Linked DNA regions of Mus musculus: region 2 is linked to region 1. Evidence: chromatin contacts called from public HiChIP or PLAC-seq data. All regions are on one chromosome and are shown on one strand. Each heading gives the region's core, a stretch centred on a gene start, on an enhancer-like site or on the middle of the called end of the contact. The rest is flanking DNA. Distances are from core to core; before and after follow the strand shown. Region 1 overlaps Maml3 (mastermind like transcriptional coactivator 3). Region 2 overlaps Maml3 (mastermind like transcriptional coactivator 3).

Evidence for each region. HiChIP or PLAC-seq counts read pairs in DNA pulled down with a chosen protein or histone mark.
Region 2: a contact with region 1 is called in a FOXA1 HiChIP or PLAC-seq map of pancreatic cancer cells. The contact joins two enhancer-like sites. A contact is called at or near these places in 1 of 484 Hi-C or Micro-C datasets (nephron progenitors) and 3 of 115 datasets of contacts at active chromatin or transcription factors (fibro-adipogenic progenitors, microglia and pancreatic cancer cells).

What each region holds. Positions count from the first base shown.
Region 1 is chr3:51,933,449-51,938,283 of GRCm38.p6, reverse strand. All of the region lies in intron 1 of Maml3 (mastermind like transcriptional coactivator 3), which reads left to right. Among named protein-coding and RNA genes, the nearest start is that of Maml3, 170 kb to the left of the region's middle. Within about 2 kb of position 3,178, at least 23 of the 459 cell types and tissues checked have an H3K27ac peak or open chromatin away from gene starts, as enhancers often do. A contact at or near this core is called in pancreatic cancer cells, where this site is marked.
Region 2 is chr3:52,086,190-52,090,469 of GRCm38.p6, reverse strand. All of the region lies in intron 1 of Maml3 (mastermind like transcriptional coactivator 3), which reads left to right. Among named protein-coding and RNA genes, the nearest start is that of Maml3, 17 kb to the left of the region's middle. Within about 2 kb of position 1,944, at least 349 of the 459 cell types and tissues checked have an H3K27ac peak or open chromatin away from gene starts, as enhancers often do. A contact at or near this core is called in pancreatic cancer cells, where this site is marked.

The DNA.
Region 1 (4,835 bases), core at 1,929-4,428:
GGAGAGCGAGTCCTATTTCCTGTTGCCTCGGATGGATGGAACAATCAGCTTTAACCCGGTGCCAGCCAGGGGTCAACCCTGAAGATCCCATGATTTCGTAATTGGCTTGCATCTGTGTTTTGCTAACCTATTTCCCTGTTAGAGGTCCTCAGGAACTCTTTAGGTCTGTGGAGATGTTCTGTGTCTAATCACCTGATAGAGCTTACAGCCCTCACGATGGCAGAACTCCTTTGAGAAAAATGCCTGTGTGAAAAAAAATCGTATGTGTGCTTCTTAAAAAGAAAGTCAATCTGGCTATTCCCATTATTTCCTGGAATGCATGCCTCCAAGGGCAGGGGGAAGATGGCTTAGTGGCTGAAGTTGTTATGGCAGCCTGAGCTTAGATACCCAGACTCCACAGAAAGGTATATGTAATAGCGTGCATCTGCGATCGCAGTATTCCTAAGGAGAGATGGAGCAGAGGCAGGAGAATCATGGCAGTTATGACCAGCTAGCCTGAGGTGCGCTGCAGTCAACAGTAAGAGATCCAGCCTGGGACAAGCTAGAACGTCAGGACTAACCCCAAAGTTGTCCTCAGACTTCTATGTGCACAGCTTGGCACACATGTGCTCACAGTCACACAAGCTCACACATAAATATACACACAGAGGGCTTTTTGGTTTTGGTTTTGCGTATCTTCCAGATTTCAGGGGAATAGAGCAAGGTTCTATTTTTATTTCCATAGCAGGATTTCCAGTACTGGAGACTGGAGCTAGGGCCTGTGCACGCTACCTGTGAGCTACTTTTTATTGTTACTTTTGATCATAATACAGGTTCTCACCAAGTTGCTCAGTCTGGCCTTAAGCTCACTGTGGAATGCAGGCAGGCCTTGACCTTGGTTCGCTTGCTTCTGCATCCTGTGGACTCTTGGCTGGCAAGCTCACACAGAGTCCAGCTAAGGTTGTATTTTGATGATGTCATGATTCTCAAACCCTCCTTCCTCTCCTGTTTCCCAAGTGTCACCCATAGGACAGGCACCCCAGAAAGAGCAGAAGGCGACAGACCATAGACGTCGCTGTAACATCTCCTTTTTACTCAGTATTGAGGAATCCACAGTATCTGGGAAGAGCCGTCCTTCCTGTGATTAATATGCAATTGTTAGTGTTCGTTCCATCTGATAATATTAGTGTCTTTGCTGTTATTTTGAACTTCAGCTTATTAAATTTATTTGCGATTGTTTTAAGTGTTCTGTATTCTCATCAGTGTATTGGAATGTATCTGTGTGTGCTCGTGCATGGTTATGTCTGTAGCTATCGCTATGGTCAAACAGATCACTATTATTATCTATAGCCCATTTTTAAATCTCTAGATGTGGCTTCAACTTATGTCCGGGACTCATGAGAACCCAAGATGTTTATTTATTTGTTTGTTTGTTGGTTGGTTGGTTGGTTGGTTGGTTGGTTTGGTGTTGGTTTTGGTATTTTTGAGACTGGGTTTCTCTGTGTAGCCCTGATTGTCCTGGAACTTGGGTTATAGACCAGGCTGGCCACAAACTCAACTGACACAGCCTCATGAATGTTGGGATTAAAGGTGGTAAAGGCAGCCAGGCTGAACCTAGGCTTTTATTGTGACCATCCCAGAAGATCCAGTATCAGAAATAATCTATCCCTTCTGTGTGTATTTCTGTTTTTAAAGCCTAAAACACAAGAGACTTTGACTTGGGGTGAAATTACTGCAGAAAAACAAACGAACAAACAAACAAACAAAACTAGATCCAGAACTACCTATATTTCAATTTAATGCAGTATTTTAAATTAATGCTGCCCCTTTTAGTTTACTACAAAGTAAAAACAAAAATTACTGGGGAAATGGCTCAATGGGTAAAGTGTCTTTGAGCCAGCCTGCATGCAGCACATGTAAATAACGTGGTGTTGTCTTAGCCTTCTTTGTGGATCCAGGAGGCCATGGGAACTGATGGACTCACACCTTACGGTTCACACGAGAATGAGAGGACAAGCTTCGATGAGCAAAACACCGAGGTTGAGAGTTCAACACTCAAGTTCATGCGGAGAAAATGTTTTTCAGTGTGTTTATCTCATTATGATTCAAATGGCTTACTTTCTGAGATTTCTGTGCTGGTTATACACACAAGGTTGTCATTTAAGATGAGTTATTTGGGGTTTGTAAAAACAGATGCTCATGGGCATCTCCTTTTCATCAACAAAATGAAAACATTTAAAAAGAGGTGTGCCATCTTTCCCCCCTCCTAAACAGTTAGGATTTTGAATAATTGAGACAGCCATGGCAGTGCTTTGGAGAAGGCTCACTTGGTGATGAGCTTGCCACACAAGCATGGGGACCAGAGTTAAGCCCCAGGAACCACATAAAAGAATAAAAAACTCGTCCCACTTCTGGGGAGGTAGAGACCAAGGGATCCTTAGGGCTCACTGGCCTGGCAGTTTAATCTCCTTGGCAGCCCTAGGTTAGTGAGAGACCCTGTCTGAAAAACAGGAATGTTGTCTGAGGAGTAACAAGTGAGGTTGACCTCTAACTCCACACTGCACCACCCCCCACACACACACACACAGAGAAACTAATGTTTCATCCTTCCGTGTGGGTACTTTCTATTACCCGTTCAGTTTGTCACCATATACCGTTCCTTCCCACTCTGTGTTCGGTAAGACCGAATTTGTACTGGAAATAAATGGTGCTAGAGGAGCTTCTCCCATCAGATTGACAACAGCTGCAGGCGGGGGCTTGCTGTGTTTGCAAAGCCTAAGTGTGTTGCGTTCATTAGGAAGTAGGGGGAAAAATAAGAAAAAAAATTGCTTGTCATTTATAATCGACTTTCAAAAAAAAAAACCCCAGGACTAGGAGAATAACTATGTGGTATTTGAGGCAGTGGCCACAGTTTGGTCGGTGAGTTGTAAGGATTGGGCTTTCCTGGTGTGCAAAGTCATGCATAACCTGACCTTGCCACCGGATAGAGTGAGGTGATTCATCCTTGTCAGCTGAGTACCAGCCATCAGACAGGATGCTCCGCCATCTTACAGTTCCACAGCCATGTCCCAAAACAATAGAATTCCTCTAGAGGGAGAGTAAGTCTTCCCTAATCTCACAGTCTTGCTCATTCTTGTCTGTCCACCACCTTCCCAGGCTGCCATATCGGTGCTTGTGGGAAAACCCCAGCTGATGGGGCCCCTGCTGTCAACTCATCTCAAAACAGAGTAAATGGAAGCTTTGCGGGCCGGGCTCAGAGTTACTATATGGTCTGTTAACTGTGCTGATGAGTCATGGTCACCTGGCTATGCGGTCACATGGTCACATGGCGAGTTTGAGATCATCAGTAATCGCAGAATCAGGAAAACTGTCACTCTCCACGGGAAGCTTAAATAGCGTGACATCCCCCACCCCCCAAGTACAACCTAAAGATATAGAAAAATGGCTCTGTCGGATGTCCCCACCCTTCTCCTACCCACAGTTTGATATTATTTACAGCCTCAGCTGGCACCATGGTTTCCAAAGCCAGGCTAAAACACACCAGAGGGAAACCCCCTGGATTCTTTTTCTAGCAAGGTTAAAAAAAAAAAAAAAAAAAAAAAAAAAAAAAAACCCAGACCAAACCAAACCAAACCAAACAACAAAACAAAAACCTAGTTCTATTAGATGTTGCTCCAAAACTGTTTGAGGTTTTATACCTGTAGAACAAGATAGTAAATAGACAAAATAATAAACAAAGTCATACTGCCATTTTGCAGTTGTCTCTGGTTGCTCCCTAGTGTAACTGGGGCACTTTGGGAAGGAAAGGGGAGTTTTCTTATTAACGCGTTCTCACGCCCGGCCAGGAAGAACACAGCAAACCAGAATCTTCTGCGGCAAAGCTTTATTGCTTACATCTTCAGGAGCCAGAGTGCAAGAGAGCAAGGAAGGGAATGGCGAAACCCCATCCCTTTTTAAGGAGAATTATCCTCCACCTAGGACGTATTACTCCCTGATTGGCTGCAGCCCATCGGCCCAGTTGTCATCACGGGAAAGGCAGAACACATGGTGGGAAAACTGCCCCTGCATGTGTGCAGACTATGTTTACCACTTAGAACACAGCTGTCAGTGCCATCTTATAATGGCAAATGTGAGGGCGGCTCCTCACAGATCCCCCTTTTCTTTTAATAAGAGCAATAGGCCACCCATATTAATGAGAGTGGAGATAGAGGTCAAATCCCCAGTGTGCAGGTAAAGGAGCCGTACACATAACCTCCTCCCAGGCTCATCACCCAGAGGGGTCCTGGTCTGGTCCCGTGTTGTTTTTCCTGGGGGAAGGACACTTGAACACTCAACCTTCTTGAAAGATGACATGTCTCCCTAGAATAGGCTCATATGTGCCGCAGAGCCCTTCTACTGCAGTGCTTAGCCGTGCAACTCTCTCGGGCTGCTGAAGCACACTCACTCTATCCCGTGCAATGAGGTGCAAGAGCTGAATGGCCAGCGACCTATTGCTTAAGCATAGATATATCAGGGGGAGCACCATGTTCTAGAGCTGCAAGTGCCTGGGCAATAACCACCTTGTATCTTCTAGTTTGGGCCTTAAGCTTACAGACCAACCAAAGAAGCAACACTAATCCACAGCAAAGTGTATCTCCACATAATCTCACCCCCACCCATTCTTTAAAGAAGGAAAATGCTGAGGAGATCCAATTGGGTAATCCTTTGATCAGGGACAGGTCCAAGCGCTTGGAGTTGACCTGAATGATGGCAAGTCTCAATTCCCGAAGGGTCTGTTCAAATTCAGCCGTCCAATTCTGTAACATATACTGAGAAAGACCTTTTAACAAATTAGCTGCCCTAGTAAATTTCTCATA
Region 2 (4,280 bases), core at 695-3,194, 150 kb before region 1:
CAGAAATGAGGCCGCAAGAGGAAGCAGCTAGAGGATTGCCTAAGACAAGGCTGCAGTTACTCCACATGGGGAAAATGGTCCCCACAAGAGACTCTCCCATGTCAAGAGTCACAGCCCGGTGGGTCACACAGGTGACAAAATGAAGCAATGACTTCTGTGATTTTCTTCTTCCAAACAGACATTTTCCATAGTTTAACAAAATGGCCTTTTTAATTTTTAAAATGGGACTTTCCAGTGGAGGAACTCAAGGTGCTTGGTGCAGGAGGAGAACTGGCAAACCCTTATGGCTGTGCACTGCGTCCTTTAACTTCTCATAATTCTGAATTATTTTTGAGGAAACTATTTAACCTGACCTTAAAAATTAGTTTCCCTTTCCCAGTGGCAGCTCCTATAGTTGGGGTGGTGAACCTCAGGGGTATGAATGGGTCAATGTTCACTTGACTTTCCTGTCCCTCTCAGTGTGGGGCAAATGGTCTTAATCTCTATAAAGAAAGAGCCTCAGTGGTGTGGGTTACCCCACTGTTGTATTTAATTTTCTACTTTCTGGACTAATAAGAAAGTGTGGAATAAGTAAGAGATTGGGCTGGGAATATAGCTCAGGTGGCAGAGCGCCTGCTTAGCATGCAGGAAGCGCTGGTCCGGTTCTGAGCACTGTATGAAACCCGCCATATTGACATACATCTCTGGTTGGCGCTTAGGAGGTACAGGCGGAAGACCAGGATTATCACTGGCTATCTGTTGAGTTCCTGTCCCTCCTGGGATATATGAGACCCTGTTTCTAAAAGAAAATATGACAAAACAACACATGAGAAGGCTGAGAACTTAAGAGCTGTTTCTTCAGAGGACCCTGGTTTAAATCCCAGGACTGACATGATGGCTCACAATCTGTATGTAACTCCAGTTTTAGGGAGTCTGATGCTGTCTTCCGGCCTCGGGCACTGCATATACTTAGTGCATATACATACATTCAGGCAAGGCACTCACACATAAAATAAAATCTAAGAGACAGAGACAGACAGAGTGAGAAATAAGAGAGGGAGGAAGAGAAAGAGGGAGGGAGGGGAGAAGGGAGAGAGCACGAGACTCCTAAAGGCAAAGACTAGATGGTTGGGCATTCCACTGTCTTTAGTTTTTCTATGGTTTTTTCCTTGGTGAACCAAATCAAGCCCTTATCCACAGTGGGGATCGTCATGATCTTGGGGGAAGAGACAGAGAGGATCTAGCTGGAATATTCTGGGAGAGCATGCCTTATTGGGAGGGGCTTTTTGACGAGTTCTGCTGAGGAAGAAAATGACTGTCAGGTGTTTATAGGCGAACCAATCTGTCTTCGCCTTTGGCGGCTCTCAGCAGCAGGGTCTCCACACAGTGACTAGAGAATTCTTTGAAGTGGGTACTCCCAGAGAAGAAAGGGATGAGCCAAAAGGTTTGGGTCTCCCTATAAATTAAACCCAGCGTCAACAGGGATCAGAGCAAGAAACTTTAAGTGTCCAGTTTTCCCTTCTGTCCACACGGTCCCTTCCACTCCCTTCCTCCGTGCCCTGTGAATAAATAGCAAGTAGGTTTGGTGTTCATTACTCTTTTGCCGTGAAGACAAAGGTGACTCATCAGGCTAAATCGGAGATGGGGGGGTGGGGGGGTGGGGAGGATACCATTTTTCTCGCCGTGTACCAAGCTAGGTTACACGGAAGTGAATTCCCAGAAAAGTCGTAAAATAGTGAAGTAATCCTAAGACAGATACGGGGTCGACAGCTACAGGCACAGGCCCCTGAAGACAGGCCTCTGTGTTGTGGCGAGACAATACTGCTGACCATATGGTCTCATGGCAGGCCGGTTGTGGAAGTCAGTGGCTGCCTTTTGTTTGGGGAACTCTCTCAGCCATGGGTCTGTGGGAGCTCTCAGTGACTTCCTGTCTCCCTGGCAGGCATGCTCTTGGCCCCGGGCCAGGCTTGCTGTACTATTGCAGTCTCAGGCCAAGCCCAGCAGCTTGCATTTGGTAAGCAGTCATTGCTCCTGACTTTGGTCACTCAGCAAACCGTTTGTCCCACAAATACACACTAGGACCTTTTTTTACACGATATCTCCGTGGCAACTATTACAAAGAGAGCATTTTTTTTTTTTACGTACAACCTAATTAATTGATAAATGTATAGAATCCTGGATACTCAGTATTCCTGGTGAAAGTGAGAGTCGTTTGTATTTTTTCAGAGCCCTTTTCAAGTTGCTTCCCTACTCCTAAGGCTCAGCTAGCTAAGACTGGCTCGGATGCTAGAGGCAGGGCTCCTGCTACAAAAAAAGAGAGAGTCGCCATCTATCCAGTTTTTACATAGGGCTAAAACAGGCCCTATGCTTAGCCTGGGTCTATTTTTTGAATGTGTGAAGCCAGCATGTGTGTGTGCATAAAAAGGCTGATTAACTCCACTTTCCTCTGAAGCCTCTCCTCTGCCACTGTGCTGACTCTTCCCAAGACCAGGGTTTCTCCGTCTCCCTGAGTCCTGGATGTCTCTGATCACTGTTGGTTAGGGCCACCCACCCTGGCTCCTTTTCTTTGCTCCCCCAAATATGGAAATGATCCCCAAAAGAACACATGGCCCTGGGAAAGGTTCTTTCAAACACAGCAGAAGGCGAGACCCAGCGAGGCTCACACTCCAGGAGGGGAGGCTGTAGCCTGGGCTATTGTGCCCGTGAGGGAGAATATTTTTATTCCAGGAACTGCATGCATGGAGGAAATGGATACCACTCACACTTTGATTGAGGAACACCAAAAAGCTCCATGTTCTTGGTCTCTAGGAAGTCTTCGTCCTTCTCTCATATGTATGTATGTATCTGTGCTTGTCTGTGTGTGTGCATGTGGAGGCCAGAGGTGGGTGTTCGGTATCACCCTCCATTGCTTTCTTCTTCCATCTTGAGGCAGGAACGTCGCTACCACTGTCTAGCCAATCAGCCTGCTCCAGGAATCACCTGCCTCCACAGAGTGCTGGGACTACAAGTGGGCTGTTACATCCACTGAGCCTTTACATGGGCACTGGGGATTTGAACTCTGGTCCTTATACTTCTGTGGCAAGGGCTTTACCCCCTAAGCCATTTCCTAGCTCCTATGAAACCTTTTGGTGTAGAACACCTATGAAGGTTGATTTGGTTATGATGTTGGGATAAATCTATTTCTTTTCCTCATGAAGAAATGTCATTTCAAGGCCAATGCTGCTGTCTCTTGTATGAATGTATGTATGTATGTATGTCCTACTAATGACTAATCGGAGATTTTTATTTACACATTGGGCTGTGCTATGGGAATTGATATATTTTTGGCCTTGAAAAAAGTGTTTTTAAGTTCAAAGAATTACTCTGCTTGGAGACCTTCTGTGAGTTTGTACTCGCCATGTTAAGCAGGGGGTTAGGAACTGTTGTCCCATGCCCTGGAAGTGGTTCAGAATATTCTGAGGCAAGAGTGGGGTCCTGTGTTTTGTTGACTTGCTAATTAGTTTGTACCAGCAACTTGTGTGTGAGCTTCTCCTGGGTTCTGCACCCATACAAATTCCTTCCCTTGGGTCTCCTGGGTCAGTAGAACAAGCTGCATGCTTTCCTTCTGTATCCTGGCCCTCCTTGTTCTACTTCGACCTCTTGAGGATGAGGACCAAAGATGGGAAAAGGAAGAAGTGGGGGATAAATCAGGCAGTCAGAGGGGACAGATGGAAAAAGGTTGAAAAAAAAAAAAAGGGAAGATAGGTAAGAAATGACAAACGTTCTGAGTCCTAATTAATCAGGGGTATCATTTTCTATAGCTGAAGTATCCTGTTTCCTTGGACTTTCTAAGTATCTTTTTGTAACATGTAGTGTGTGTGTGTGTGTGTGTGTGTGTGCACATGCCATGGAGTGCATGTAGAGGTTACATCACCATGTGTATTTTGGGACTCAGGTTGTCATGCTTGGTAGCCTGACCGTCATGCGTGTCCTCACTGTCCAGCCCACCCATAAGTTTGTAAATATCTTTACAGTCATTTTATATTTTCAGAGTGCTAGCAGATATTCTAGCTATGCAGTGCATTTGGGAGACAAATATAGCAAGACCCTGCTCACTTTCCAAGGGACCAAATAAGCAAGTAGCCAAACAGCACTGGGGCTCTACGTTCTGTCCGTAGTTTCACCGCTCCAGTTTGGGAAGAAGAAATCAGAATCTTGAAATCGAACCATGCTGTTTTTATAAACTCTTAAGAAATAGGATCTTGGCAGGCAGTGGTGGCGCACATCTTTAACCCCAGCACTTGGGAGGCAGAGGCAGGCGG